Linked DNA regions of Mus musculus: region 2 is linked to region 1. A link is a contact called in public Hi-C data. All regions are on one chromosome and are shown on one strand. Each heading gives the region's core, a stretch centred on a gene start, on an enhancer-like site or on the middle of the called end of the contact. The rest is flanking DNA. Distances are from core to core; before and after follow the strand shown.

What was found. A called contact is a pair of places that touch in the nucleus more often than the background predicts.
Region 2: a contact with region 1 is called in a Hi-C map of bone marrow-derived macrophages, with 34 read pairs. The contact joins the enhancer-like site here to the promoter of Upk2 in region 1. A contact is called at or near these places in 12 of 39 promoter capture datasets (the C10 cell line, the HPC-7 cell line, cranial neural crest and 6 more), 1 of 15 datasets of contacts at CTCF or cohesin (large pre-B cells), 1 of 484 Hi-C or Micro-C datasets (bone marrow-derived macrophages), 17 of 115 datasets of contacts at active chromatin or transcription factors (bone marrow-derived macrophages, craniofacial prominence, double positive thymocytes and 11 more) and 5 of 9 other capture datasets (adipose tissue, embryonic stem cells, liver and 2 more).

What each region holds. Positions count from the first base shown.
Region 1 is chr9:44,451,518-44,458,451 of GRCm38.p6, reverse strand. Upk2 (uroplakin 2) reads left to right here and starts at 3,685. Exons shown (of 5, transcript NM_009476.2): 1 at 3,685-3,821; 2 at 4,259-4,390; 3 at 4,519-4,657; 4 at 4,899-4,969; 5 at 5,343-5,737. The coding sequence starts at 3,746. The coding sequence ends at 5,479.
Region 2 is chr9:44,708,621-44,715,554 of GRCm38.p6, reverse strand. Phldb1 (pleckstrin homology like domain, family B, member 1) reads left to right here. Exons shown (of 22, transcript NM_153537.4): 6 at 1-241; 7 at 3,633-3,914; 8 at 4,267-4,407; 9 at 4,495-4,632. Among named protein-coding and RNA genes, the nearest start is that of Phldb1, 23 kb to the left of the region's middle. Within about 2 kb of position 3,979, at least 17 of the 459 cell types and tissues checked have an H3K27ac peak or open chromatin away from gene starts, as enhancers often do.

The DNA of each region.
Region 1 (6,934 bases), core at 2,436-4,935:
AACAAACCAGCTGAGCATCACCTCTGGTCTCCAGGCCCAAGCCTTCAGGGTGCTCCCAGGTGGTGGATCTCGGCCCTCTTTCTGCATCCTTGTCCTAAATCATTTTCATATCTTGCTAGACCTCAGTTTGAGAGAAACGAACCTTCTCATTTTCAAGTTGAAAAAAAAAAAAAGAGGTTCAAAGTGGCTCACTCAAAGTTACAAGCCAACACTCACCACTACGAGTACAATGGCCACCATTAGTGTCTGGCATGCCCCAGGAGACAGGCATGCATATTATTCTAGATGACTGGGAGGCAGAGGGGTGGCCTAGTGAGGTCAGACTGTGGACAGATCAGGCAGATGTGGGTTCTGATCCCAATTCCTCAGGCCGCAGAACTACTGTGGTTCAAGAAGGGGACAAAAGGACTGCAGTCCCGGAACAGGAGGTCCGCTTTGAGAGCTGACTGAGCAGAAGAGGAAAGTGAAGAACTTCAGGGGCAAGAGCTTACCCTACTTTTACAGCTTTGTTGTCTTCTTTACTCCAGGGGCATCCCTGGTACTCAGTAAATGTCTGTTGGCTTGAGGAACATATGTGTAAGGAGGAAGGAGAGGGAACTTGAGGGAGTTAAGACTCAAGAATCAATCAAGGAGAGGACAGCAGAGAAGACAGGGTTTGGGAGAGAGACTCCAGACATTGGCCCTGGTTCCCTTCTTGGCCACTGTGAAACCCTCCAGAGGAACTGAGTGCTGTGGCTTTAAATGATCTCAGCACTGTCAGTGAAGCCGCTCTGCTCAAAGAGTTATCCTCTTGCTCCTGTGCCGGGGGCCTCCCCCTCCTCTCAGCTCCCCAAACCCTTCTCAGCCACTGTGATGGGATAATTAGATGCGAGAGCTCAGCACAGATGATGCTCCAGTTGCTTAGCAACTAATGGTTTCCATGGAGACCGCAAAGCACAGCCTCTAGAGCAGCCAGTGAGCAGCTCGGCAGGGCAGGGAGAAGACGCAACTCTGCTCCTCCAGAAACCTGGGGAGGGTTAGGGTGGGGAAGGTGAGGGGGGATTGGAGGGAGATGGGAAGGCTTAAAGGCACAGGACCCTCATATCCCTTTAAAAATGTGACCAGAGATCTGCTCTTTTTATCCCACACTGTCTCACTTCTAATTTCAAATGGGGCTTAGGAGTGGACCTATATGGTCTGCTCTGCAGTAAACCAATCCTCTTCCTGATTCCTCCTAAATCCTCACGTAAACACTGTGCTATGTGGAGGTTTGAGACTTGCCAGGAAGATCTCCTGACCCTGACACCCTACCGTGTAGCCCTCTTCCGCACCGCCAGTTCTCCCTCGTGTGTGATCTTTCTGTGTGTAAAGTGAGGAGGAGATCTCATCTAAAGGGGACAAAAGCCAAGGAGCTGGAAAAACAGAAATCAGTTCCAGTTCTCCACCCAAAGGCAGCCTGAGAAAAACCTCTGTCCCACTTTGCATTTGCATGTGTGTGTGTGTATGAGTGTGTGTGTGTATGAGTGTGTGTGTGTATGAGTGTGTGTGTGTATGAGTGTGTGTGTGTATGAGTGTGTGTGTGTGGATGAGTGTGTGTGTGCACATGTATGAGTGTGTCTGTGTATGTATGATTATATGTGTGTGTCTGTGTGTGTGTATGAGTATGTGTGTCTGTGTGTGTGTATGAGTATGTGTGTCTGTGTGTGTGGATGAGTATGTGTGTCTGTGTGTGTGGATGAGTGTGTGTGTGGATGTGTATGAATATGTGAATGTGAGAGTGCATGTGTGTGTGTCTGTGTGTATACGAGTATGTGTGTGCATGTGGATAAGTGTGTGTGTGTGTGTATGAGTATGTGTGTGTGTCTGTGTATGAGTGTTTACACCAATACAGCATCTGCTAACTCCAAATGTGAGTCTGTGTCTCTGCGTTACCTGTAAGCGTCATAGGAAGTTTTACGAAACCATGAGATGGCTCAACAGGTAAAAGCTCTTGCCACCATGCCTGACATTTTGGTCCCCAGAAGCCACATTATGAAAGGAGAGAGCCAATGCCCACAACTTGCCCTCTGACCTCCACATAGACACTGTGGCACACATATGGGCACACATATAAAATAATAAATGCAACTTTAAATTTTTGAAAGAAATTAAGTTTCGGGTTTTACCTCAGACCCACTGTATCAGAAGCTACATCTGAACCAGTTTCCTGATCGTCCATTGCACAGTAAATTTGGAGATCGTCTGGTGAGAGTTCCTCCTGCTCCCAGCCGGAGCCCCCAGGTTCTGTTGTCTTCTACCCCCTACACACATTGCAGACTTTAAGTCCACCCAGCATGGGGGAAAGGACAGAACCCCATCAGCCCTTCAGTGGCCCCCACTTTTCCACTAGGACCTTTCTCTGGGGTTGGGGAAAATGGGTGGTTCCTGGAGCAGACCCTGACGGTCTGAGCTCAGGTCCTATCGAGTTCACCTAGCTGAGACACCCACACCCCTGCAGCCACTTTGCAGTGACAACCTGAGTCTCAGGTTCTGCATCTATAAAAAGCAGTGCCTTTCAGGAGGGCATGCAGAGCCCCCTGGCCAGCGTCTAGAGGAGAGGTGACTGAGTGGGGCCACGTCACTCGTCCATGGCTGGAGAACCTCCATCAGTTCTCCCAGTTAGCCTGGGGCAGGAGAGAACCAGAGGAGCTGTGGCTGCTGATGGTGTTTCTTCCCCAACTGTTGTCCCAGGCATCGAACCCCAGAGCGACCTGCACACAGTCCACCGCTGAGCCACACCCCAGCCCTCCACCTCCTCTGCTCCTGGTTACAGGATTGTTTTTGTCTTGAAGGGTTTTGTTGTTGCTACTTTTTGCTTTGTTTTTGTTTTTGCTTTTTTTTTTTTTTTTTTTTAACATAAGGTTTCTCTTTGTAGCCCTAGCTGTCCTGGAACTCACTCTGTAGACCAGGCTGGCCTCAAACTCAGAAATCCACCTTCCTCCCAAGTGCTGGGATTAAAGGCATTCGCCACCATCGCCCAGCCCCTGGTCTTGTTTCCTAAGGTTTTCCTGCTTTACTCGCTACCCGTTGCACAACCGCTTGCTGTCCAAGTCTGTTTGTATCTACTCCACTGCCCACTAGCCTTGCTGGACTGGACCTGCGTTTACCTGGAAGCCTTCACTAACTTCCCTTGTCTCCACCTTCTGGAGAAATCTGAAGGCTCACACTGATACCCTCCGCTTCTCCCAGAGTCGCAGTTTCTTAGGCCTCAGTTAAATACTAGAATTGGATCTCAGGCTCTGCTATCCCCACCCTACCTAACCAACCCCCTCCTCTCCCATCCTTACTAGCCAAAGCCCTTTCAACCCTTGGGGCTTTTCCTACACCTACACACCAGGGCAATTTTAGAACTCATGGCTCTCCTAGGAAAACGCCTACCTCCTTGGAGACAGCACCCTCTACAGTCCAGGAGGCAGACACTCAGACAGAGGAACTCTGTCCTTCAGTCGCGGGAGTTCCAGAAAGAGCCATACTCCCCTGCAGCTAACTAAGCTGCCAGGACCCAGCCAGAGCATCCCCCTTTAGGCCCGAGGGCCAGCTCCCCAGCCTGAAAAACCTGTCTGGGGCCCCTCCCTGAGGCTACAGTGCCCAAGGGGCAAGTTGGACTGGATTCCCAGCAGCCCCTCCCACTCCGAGACAAAATCAGCTATCCTGGGGCAGGGCCTCATTGGCCCCAGGAAACCCCAGCCTGTCAGCACCTGTTCCAGGATCCAGTTCCCAGCGCAGTATGGCATCCACACTGCCTGTCCAGACCTTGCCCCTGATCCTGATTCTGCTGGCTGTCCTGGCTCCGGGGACTGCAGGTCTCTATTGCTGGTGGGAGCGAGGAGGGTTTCAGAGCGCTAGACAGGGAGCATTGTCTCCCCAGGGCTCTCAAGGACAGAATGTTGGTCTAGCTGGTTGGGGTTGAGAGTTACTAGTGGTAGGGATCAGGTGACAAATTCCTGGGCTTCTTCCAGATCCAGGAGTCAAGAAATTTGGGTAAGTGTCCAAGGTTTGTGTGAGTTGGGCGAGACTGGGGACTGACTGGGTGCCATGGTCTAGTCTGGGTGCCATGGTCTAGTCTGGCTCCCAAACAGCGCGGCGTACCCACCATCTGCAGCTCAAGCCTGCCATCTGGTGGTCAGATCCACACGCTCCTCTTCTGTCTCTGCACCCTTAGCAATGACCACCCACCCACCCCGCCAGCTCTGAGTTAAGAGGGGGCTAACTCCTGAGTTCCCTCTCGGCTCCCTAACAGACTTCAACATCTCAAGCCTCTCTGGTCTGCTGTCTCCGGCGCTAACAGAAAGCCTGTTAATTGCCTTGCCCCCATGTCACCTCACGGGAGGTAATGCCACATTGATGGTCCGGAGAGCCAACGACAGCAAAGGTAGACCTCCCTTGTACCCATTTATTCTACTCGTCGTAACCCCTCTTAACGATACCCAAGAGCTGCCCGTTCTACAAGAGTGGACTGCTAGAAATCTGATCTTGCCTTTCACTCCTATTTCCCCTCAGTGGTTAAGTCAGACTTTGTGGTGCCTCCATGTCGCGGGCGCAGGGAGCTTGTGAGCGTGGTGGACAGTGGGTCTGGCTACACCGTCACAAGGCTCAGCGCATATCAGGTGACAAACCTAACACCAGGAACCAAATACTAGTAGGTACCGATGGACACCTGTGGAGGTGGGATGCAAAAAAGGGAAGTGGAGGTCCCGTGAGGGTGGGGAAGTGCCAGGAAGCATGAGTTAGAGAGGGCACAGCTAAAGGGTAGGAAATGTGAACCTGGACCCCAGGAGGGCCCAGATGGGACACATAGCTAGAAGGTGGAGGCTGGAACCCCTCCTCCCGAGTGCCAGATACGTACAATCTCTGCTTTCTCTCAACTCCTGCCTCTAAAGCATATCCTACCGAGTACAGAAGGGGACATCCACCGAGTCCAGTCCAGAGACTCCCATGTCCACGCTTCCTCGTAAGTAAAATGCCCGTCTCTCACACTTCCCTAAGCTCCGACTTTTTTCTCCTAGAGCAAGTTAGATAAACTGTTTTCTGAGCGCTCAGTCGCTCTCTCTCCCCCGCCCCAACCCCCCAGTATTTGGTATGGCCACCTCCTGTCCTGTTCAATCATCTCTGCACTAGAGGTTCCTTGTGCAGAGGGATGATGTCCTCCTTGGTGGCTCCTAAGTGTTGCTGTGAGGGGGGTCTATGTTTGCTTGACTGGTTGGCTGGATGACCAGTTGAACTGATGCTGGCGGCTACTTGGATGGCTGGGCTAAGCTGTGAACCACAGGAGCTACCTAGGAACCCCTTCAACTCACAGAGGTTCTCCCATCTTCTTCTGACAGGAAAAAACATGGAGTCTATTGGGTTAGGAATGGCCCGGACAGGAGGGATGGTGGTCATCACAGTGCTGCTGTCTGTGGCCATGTTCCTGTTGGTCGTGGGTCTTATTGTTGCCCTGGCACTGGGTGCCCGCAAATGAGAAGGGCTCTCCTGCATCCCAGGCTCCTCCAAGAAGTCCAGCCTGCCTCCTGCCAGGCTGTAGTCACTGGCTTCTCAGTGGCTTTTCTTCCCTCTCCCCGCCCCCTCCTCGAGTCCACTCCTGACAGTGCCCCCTCCCTGCTCCCTGTCTCACCTTGCAGCACTCCCTGCTAGCCCCACTGCAATCCTGCCAACACTGATTTATCTCTTAACTGTACTTAATTCTCACAATAAAGGCTGACCCACGTAGTATGTCTCATCTCCGACCATGTCTATGTGAGTCACCCCTTTAGCTGGTCCTCTTATGCACATATCAAAAGTACCAATGTCAAGGTCACGTGCATGTCATTCTCTCTATCCCCAAACCCCAAGGGTGACTTTTCCCAGGAGGGAGGCAAGCAGAGGCAGAGATAATGAAAGCCCTCCAAGCCCCAGACCTAGGGCTTGGGTTTTGCATCCTGCACTCAGTAGATGACCCAAGCAGGAGTCTGAGTTGGGCAGGGGGTAGAAGCTGGATCACCATGTGAGGGTGACTGGGAAGCTGACAGAACTAGGGAAGAACTAGAGAAAACACAAACAGGGCAGGCCCTGGAGCCTGGGTGAAGAACATGCTAAACGGTTCTAGACCCTAGAGCCGAGGTGGACGGAAGCTCCCTGGAAGGGGGGGGGGACCACAACTGTGGTAAACAGGCAGTGTCACCCTCGTCCATTTTTAAAATATAGTTTTGTTCTATAAAAGTTTTATTTATTTATTTATTTATTTATTTGCTTGTTTTTATTTGTTTGTTTGTTTTCCAGAGCTGAGGACCAAACCCAGGGCCTTGAGCTTGCTAGGCAAGTGCTCTACCACTGAGCTAAATCCCCAACCCCTGTTTTTGTTTTTTTGAAGCAGGGTTTCTCTGTGTAGCTCTGGCTGTCCTAGAGCTCTTTGTAGACCAGGCTGACCTCGAACTCACAGAGGTCCACCTGGCTCTCCATCACCCAACTAACGGTTTTATCTTTCGAGTGTGAATGTGCATATAGTATGTTGGATACATTGAGGACAACTTTTGGGGCATCCATTCACTCCTTCCACGTGGGTCCCAAGGATCAGATGCGGGTTTCGGGGTTTCACCACACACAGTTAACCACTGAGGTAGGCCACTGAGGCATCTCCTTTGTTTTTGTCCTCCCCACGATGTGTTCCTGATGGGAAGCCGTGATCTTTACTTTGCTTGTAGGGTGAACACCCCAATGTGTAAGGTGATCTTAGGGCCAGAGCTGAAATACACAGCTTCCCCTCAGCTTTTCCCAGCATGCCTCAGGAGCCTCTTTTCTTTCTTGCCACAGGGCCTTTGCACAGAGGATTCTGTGTGCCTAGACTGCCCTTGTGACTCCCGTTTTCATAGCTCACTGCCCCTTCCCCGGGGAAGTGTCTAACCTTCATCAACCCCTTCCTCCACCCTCTAATTCCTAT
Region 2 (6,934 bases), core at 2,730-5,229, 260 kb before region 1:
TCGCAAGGGTAGCTTCAGTGGCAGGCTGAGCCCAGCTTACAGTCTGGGCTCTCTTACTGGGGCTTCACCTCGTCAGAGCCCCCGTGCTCAGCGGAAGCTCTCCAGTGGGGACTTGCGGGTACCCATTCCAAGGGAGAGGAAAAACAGCATCACGGAGATCAGCGACAATGAGGACGAACTTCTGGAGTACCACCGTCGGCAGCGCCAAGAGCGGCTCCGGGAGCAGGAGATGGAGAGGCTGGTGAGCCAATGCCAGGGAGGCTGCCGCTGCCCAAGGCGGTGCCTCTGCCAGGGTGTGGGCAGGCCAGCCGGCAGAACAGGAGGGGCCATGTACAGGGCCTGGGCGGATTCAGGATGAACCATCAGGCTAAGTGACCTGTGTCTCACCATCCTGATACCCTGGAGAGAAACCGCCTTTGAAATCACTAAGGCTTTCTAAATTTTTTAGTTTTGTATACGTGTGTGCAGGTGTGTGTCTGTGTGTGTAGGCCAGAGATGAGTGGGTAGTGTCTTCCTCAATTGCTCTTCGGTGTTTTCGTTTGTTTGTTTTGTTTTTTTGGGGGGGGGGAGCGTTAAGACAGGGTTTCTCTGTGTAGCCTTGGCTGTCCTGGAACTCATTCTGTAGACCAGGCAGGCTGGCTTCAAACTCAGAAATCCACCTGTCTCCGAAAAGTGCTGGGTTTAAAGGCATGAGCCACTACTGCCTGGCCTGGTTTTGTTTTTTGAGACAGTCTCTCGTTGAACCTGAGACATACTGGTTTAGCTGAACTGGCTGGACAGCAAGGCCTCAGGTTCTTGGGTCTCTGCCTTCCCAGCACTAGAGTGACTGGAGGATTGAACTCAGGTTCCAGGTGCTTTGCCAGCAGAGCCGTCTCCCAGGCTCTAGATCTTGGTTTTGAATTCTTGCTAATTTTGCGTCTATTCTACGGCAGATCATTTGTTTTGCTGTGTGAGTTAGGTCCATAGGGTTTACCCTAGTGCAGTGTTTCAGGAAAGCACGCACGTGGTGAAGTCTTGCATCTCTAAGTTTGAAAAGCGCGTTTTGAGGCTGAGGCCCAGACAGGAACATTAATTTATCTGGCCTTTCATTTTTATGGTGCCAGGCCTTGAACCTAGGACCTTTGGCAAGTCAGAACAGCACTCCAGCATCGAGCTATAGCCCCAGCCCTAGAATTATTTTTCTCTCCTGCTCCTCTTTTTTTTTTTCCCCTTCGGTTTTGTAACCCAGTGTGGCTGTGAGCTTGCTGTGTAGCCCAGGTTGAGCTTGAGTTCATGATCTTTCTGATTGCCTCCTGAGCAGAGATTGCACACGCTTGTGACCATGCCCCACGTGGGCTGGGGTTGGGGGGAGTCCTTCTTTTAAAGCTTTTTCTTATTGAGTGTGTGAGTGTGTGTGTGTGTGTGTGTGTGTGTGTGTGTGTGTGTGTGTGTGTGTAGGCCTATGCCCTGATGAGTGTGGAGAGCAGAGGACAGTTTTGTGGATTCATTCTTTCCTTTCCCTATGCAAGGGTTTTGGGGGTCAGACTAAGGTCATCGGCCTTGCACGCAGGCACCTTTACCTCAGACTTATCCTTTAGGGAAACACTGGTCCCCCTTTCTTGTGTCTCTTTGGCATCGACAGGTGGGCCTGAATCACTGACTGTGGCTCAGATGGGTCCTCTGAGAGCATGGTGCTAAGGAAGAGGGAAAGGCAGGGTGGGCAGCCCCCCTGGTCTGCCTCCATGATTGTATGTGTCTGCATGCATAAATGTGGGTGCTGCTGAGTCTGGGTGTGGTTCTGGGCAGCTGTTCTAGAGATGGCATCTGAGCAGGGAGGGGGCAGGGATTCCCCCAAATAGCATAGGGAGCTCCAGGGGCATTGGCTGCTGTGTGCATGCTCAGAGCATGGTTTTCCCCCTTTCCCTCAAGAGCAGAAGCCCAGGTTATTTTGAGACACAGGTACCCTGGAATTGGTTTGAGGAGGACGTTTGTCTGAAGAATCTGGGAAGAGACAGGTCAGGGAGGGGTGAGGGTATGGGATGGTGTACTGGTGGGAGTCAGGACTCCTGTTCTTTCTTTGTTACACCTTCTTGTCACTGTTGTGCATTGGTGACCCGGGATCCTCATCCCAGGAGGGCTGATGAGCCTGACATAATCAAGTGCTGGGCCCAGCCTCCCCACCCCCATCCCCACACACAGGTACACACCTCACCGCCAGCCCCAACCTGCCCCACCTGCCACTTTAAGTCAGAGGCCGCCCGCACCCTGCCCCTCCCACCTCTGCCAGGCTGCTTATCTGGGTCCTAGGGCGGGGGTGAGGCATTGGCCCAACCTCCTGGGTGCTGAGGCTTGGTTCCTGGATCTTTTGCCACACAACTGGGCAAGCAGCAGGAAGAAAGCTGGGTAAGTGTTCTGGGATGGGAAGGTGAGGCCAAAATAAATGTCCGTGGTGAGAGATACTTGTGATCAGAGACCTCAGAAAGCACTGTAAGGCTCTGGGCTTGAAAGCCAGGGCTTGGGTGTTACAAATGGATGGGCAGGATAGGGACCAGGAATGTGACTGCAGTAATTCCCTCGAGTCCTAGGACCTGAGGGGTGACCATGTCTGTGTCAGGATTTGTAGTGAGAGGAGAGAGTGCCAGCCACAGAGTCCTCGATCACAGCTGGCACAGCTTGCACGGCCTTAAGGAGCAAGCAAAGAGATGGTATCCTGAGTGACTTGGAGCTGAGGTGGGGCTGGAAAGACAGTGTCCCCTCTGCCTTTTCTCTCTGCGTCTGGACTGTCAGGTCCTGTGGCCCGTGCTCCACTTTCCAGCCCTGGCTGTCTGCAGATGCCCACCCAGCTGTATATAGACTATGTTTATCTCTGTGTGTGTGCGTGTTGGGGCTGGTGTCTTAGTGTGTGCCTACCTGTTAACGCTGATGTACCTCCCAGGGCACATGGAGTGTCTGTGTGTGCCTATGTGACAGAAGTAATGTATCGGTGCGCCCTTGTGCCCTAACCTGTATCAATATGAGCACTCGATAGCTATGTGTCCCATTATGGTCTTTTTGGTTTTTCTGTGTAGCCTTGGCTGTCCTGGAACTCTGTAGACCAGGCTGGCCTCGAACTCACAGAGATCCCCTACCTCTGTCTCCCGAGCACTGGGATTAAAGGTGTGCACCATCACCACCTGGCTTCATTATGGTCTTTAGGCTGCTTACCCTGTATGTTCCCATGTGTGTTTGGATCTCTCTGTGTGACTATGAAGATGCCTCTTCCTAGGGAGAGTAAACAGAGAGATGGGAGGGGCCGGCCAATGGACAGGTGACATGGCCACATTCTCTTGCCCACCTTTGAGGAACCCTCTTTCCCCTCTACCTCCCATAGATTTTTTTTTTTTCTTTTAAGACAGGTTCTCACTATATAGTCTTTGGTTGGATGGCCTGAGTCTCACTCTGTAGACCAACCAGGCTGGCCTCAGATGCTAAGATCCGCCAGTCTCTGCCTCCAGAGTGCTGTGTACCACCACCTGGTCTCCCACCGTTCTCAAGGTTGAGGTCATATTCATGATGCTGAGCCCAGAGTTTCTAGGGGTCAACATGCCCTGGCTCAAGCCGCACTGGGTCTCAGACTTCTGCTCTTCACATTCTGCTCTGTCCGTTGTCCCTAGGAACGCCAGCGCCTGGAGACCATCCTGAACCTGTGTGCTGAGTACAGCCGAGCTGACGGGGGACCTGAGACTGGGGAGCTGCCCAGTATTGGAGAGGCCACGGCAGCGCTGGCCTTGGCAGGCAGGAGGCCCTCAAGAGGCTTGGCAGGAGCCATAGTAGTCTCCGGAAGGTGCGGCGAGGAGTCTGGAGGTGCCTCCCAGCGCCTGTGGGAGAGCATGGAGCGCTCTGATGAAGAGAATCTCAAAGAGGAATGCAGCAGCACCGAGAGCACCCAGCAGGAGGTGAGGGGGGACAGGGCCGGCCTGGGGCGGGGCTGGCGTGGAGGTAATGAAAGGATCAAGGCTTGGGTGAGACCAGAATGAAGAACTGTGGGTGTCAGGAGGGAAAGGAGGTGACCATGACTTTCCCAAGCTATAAATGTGCCTTACGACCTGTTTTTCCTCTGGGCCCCACCCAACCCTGGCACTCTGGTAAATCCTTTCCCGATAGCTGAGCTCCCTGACTGGGAGGAAAGTGGCCTCTTGTTTTGGTCTAGTTACCCTTTCGAAGTGCTTTGAGGAGCGTGTAATCCGCCCTCTTAGTCGGATCCTAGAAGGTTCCAGACTTCTCTCATGGTGCCCTCCTCCCCTCCAGCATGAAGACGCTCCTGGCGCGAAGCACCAAGGCGAGGTGCTGGCTGTGGAAGAGGAGCGGGCTCAGGTTCTGGGGCGAGTAGAACAGCTGAAGATCCGAGTGAAGGAGCTGGAACAGCAGCTGCAGGAGGCAGCCCGAGAGGTGACCTGGCCGGGAGGTGTGCAGGCCCTGGGATGGGGCCTCACCCTTGGGTCCCAGCCTTGACAGAATGCTGATACCCTTGTCTAGGCCGAGATGGAGAGAGCACTGCTGCAGGGGGAGCGGGAGGCAGAGCGAGCCTCGCTGCAGAAGGAACAAAGGGCGGTGGACCAGCTGCAGGAGAAGTTGGTGGCCTTGGAGACAGGCATCCAGAAGGACAGGGACAAGGTAACCCATACCTGACTACCAGTGGCCCAGAAGGAAGGCAGTATCCCTTCCCTGGCGATGCACATCCCTCAGCATCCGTCCTGCAATCCGAGTGGTCTCTGTAGCCCTCTAGGGACAGGGGCCCTTGTACTCTGTGGAAGATACAAGCTTGGATGGTACTGCCGGGGGCTGGTCTGGTGTTTGGGGGTCTAGATCTCTGTGCTGCCTCTGGTTGCCTGGGTGCCTGCCGTTCTGGAACCTGTGTGGTCCTTCTAGGAAGTGCCAAAGCCCTTTCTTGGGCACTGAGCACAGCCTGAAGGACTGGTGCTGCTGGGATGGGGGGCATGACTCGGGTTTGGAGCCCACCATGAGGAGAAAGCTCCCTCCAGCATGCCTCAGGTGCTTAGGATGTGGTCTTTGGGAGATGGCCCACAGGCCTCTGTTTCCTATCATCAGGATCTGCAGCCTCCCATCCCAGATGGTCCCAGCCCTGCCCCTGACCCTTTCAGATTGAGTGCCAGTCTTCAGGGGCTGCTCCATCCCACGGGGGTTGTGCCAGCCATGTCCAAGATGCCCAACGGCGTGCCAAAAGCTCTGAAGTGGAGAGGGTTCATCTATTTCTGGATTTGACAGTATTTTTCTAAGAGGTTTAATTTTTCCTTCTGGATTATTTTTGAGACTTATCTTCCTCTTGCTCTCAATTTTGAGGATCTTAAAAATTCGTTGCTGCCCCCTTTTTATAAATGGAGCTTTGGCTCTGGCCCCCAAAACCACACTCCCAGATTCTGTGCCAGATTAACCCTATGCTTGCCGACCAGGCCTGCACTAACGCCCCCTCTAATCACTGTCCTGGGCTCTTCGCATGCCCCTAACTGCCAGGCCGCCCAGGCAGGGCTGACTTAGGCCAGCTTTACTAACTCCATGGGTACCTTTGTGCCCTTGGCCTCTCCCCTCTAATGTTGCCTTCTTTTCTTGGTGTGGGTCCCCATTATCAGAAGGGAACTGGCAGAAAGGCACAGCTAAATTTTGCTTAGTGGAACACTGACAGGAGGAGTATAAGAGTGTGTGTGTGTGTGTGTGTGTGTGTGTTTTGCGGGGAGATGTGCATGACCAAGGAGATGTTCTGCCCAAACAGCGCCTCCTACTGGAAAGGTCTGGGCTTTGCCTCCATAATGTTGCCTGTTTACTGAAGGGCAGGGATTGGAGGTGCAGTGAACTGTTTGTCCCTTCTGCTTAGCCCTCCAGAGCTGAGTAATAAGGAGGTCAGATGTGGGCACAGTCTTGGAGAGCTTGAAGAGGCCCTTTCTGAGTGGCTGGCTACCCATTCTTGCTTCCCTGAATTCAGATGTTCCTTTCCCTACCTCTACCCTGGAGGCCACCTAGAACACAGGATAATTTCAAGGCAGAAGCATCTAGACTTCAGGACTGGCTTGACCAAGGCCTTCCCTCCAGGATGGGTGGGTGAACTGGGCTGGTGCAGCACAGGGGAAAGGCATTCCACAAGCAGCTTGGCTAGCCTCACTTAGCTGAGATTGCTCCTAGGACTTTGCCTTCCCTCCGGTCCAGGTGTTTGAGGCGTGATAGTGAAGTGGTGGTGGTGGTGGTGGTGGTGGTGCTGATGCTGTTGGTGGTGTTGGGAAGGTTCTCTTGACTTTCCCGCCCAGCTTCCAGCCCATGGCCCCACTCTGGCTTTGGAATCAGTAATCACAGTGTCTCCTCTGCATGTCCTTCAGAGGGGTGACTCACCAACTCCTCCCTCGTCCCCCTTTCCGCCCTCAGAGGTGTCATCTCACCCCAGACAGAGCCATCCACCTCCTCCCTGTATCCACTCCTGGGGCTCCTATTACCATGGCAACGGGCCGAACTAATTGCAACCCTCATCCCTACTGAAGTTCAGCCTGCTTTGCTGGCACCCCACCTCCACCCTGGGCAGGAGGGGAGGGAGGCCATGGGGGTTGGGCTGGGGTCCCCTTGCTGCACTGCTGTAACTCTAACAACTTTAGCTCCACGTTTACTCCCCAGTCCTATATTTAACTCTTCCCACCATCCCCATTTTTCCCAGGGTTAAATTTTGGTCTCGGAACAGTGATAGAACTCAAGGCTTGGTACTTGCCTTCTTGCATCGGCTTTAACTTTAGTTTGAAGCGGAACCGGAAGGTCCCGTCTTAGGACCTTCCAAAACATTTCTAAAGGGACCAACATTTCCACCCTGCCCCCACACCTCTGCCTTTGTTACACCGTCCCCTGCCTGAGTCCCGTCTTAAACCTCTGTTTCTTCTCCTGCTCTCTTCCGTCTCGCTGCTTGCCCCCCAACTCCCGGTGT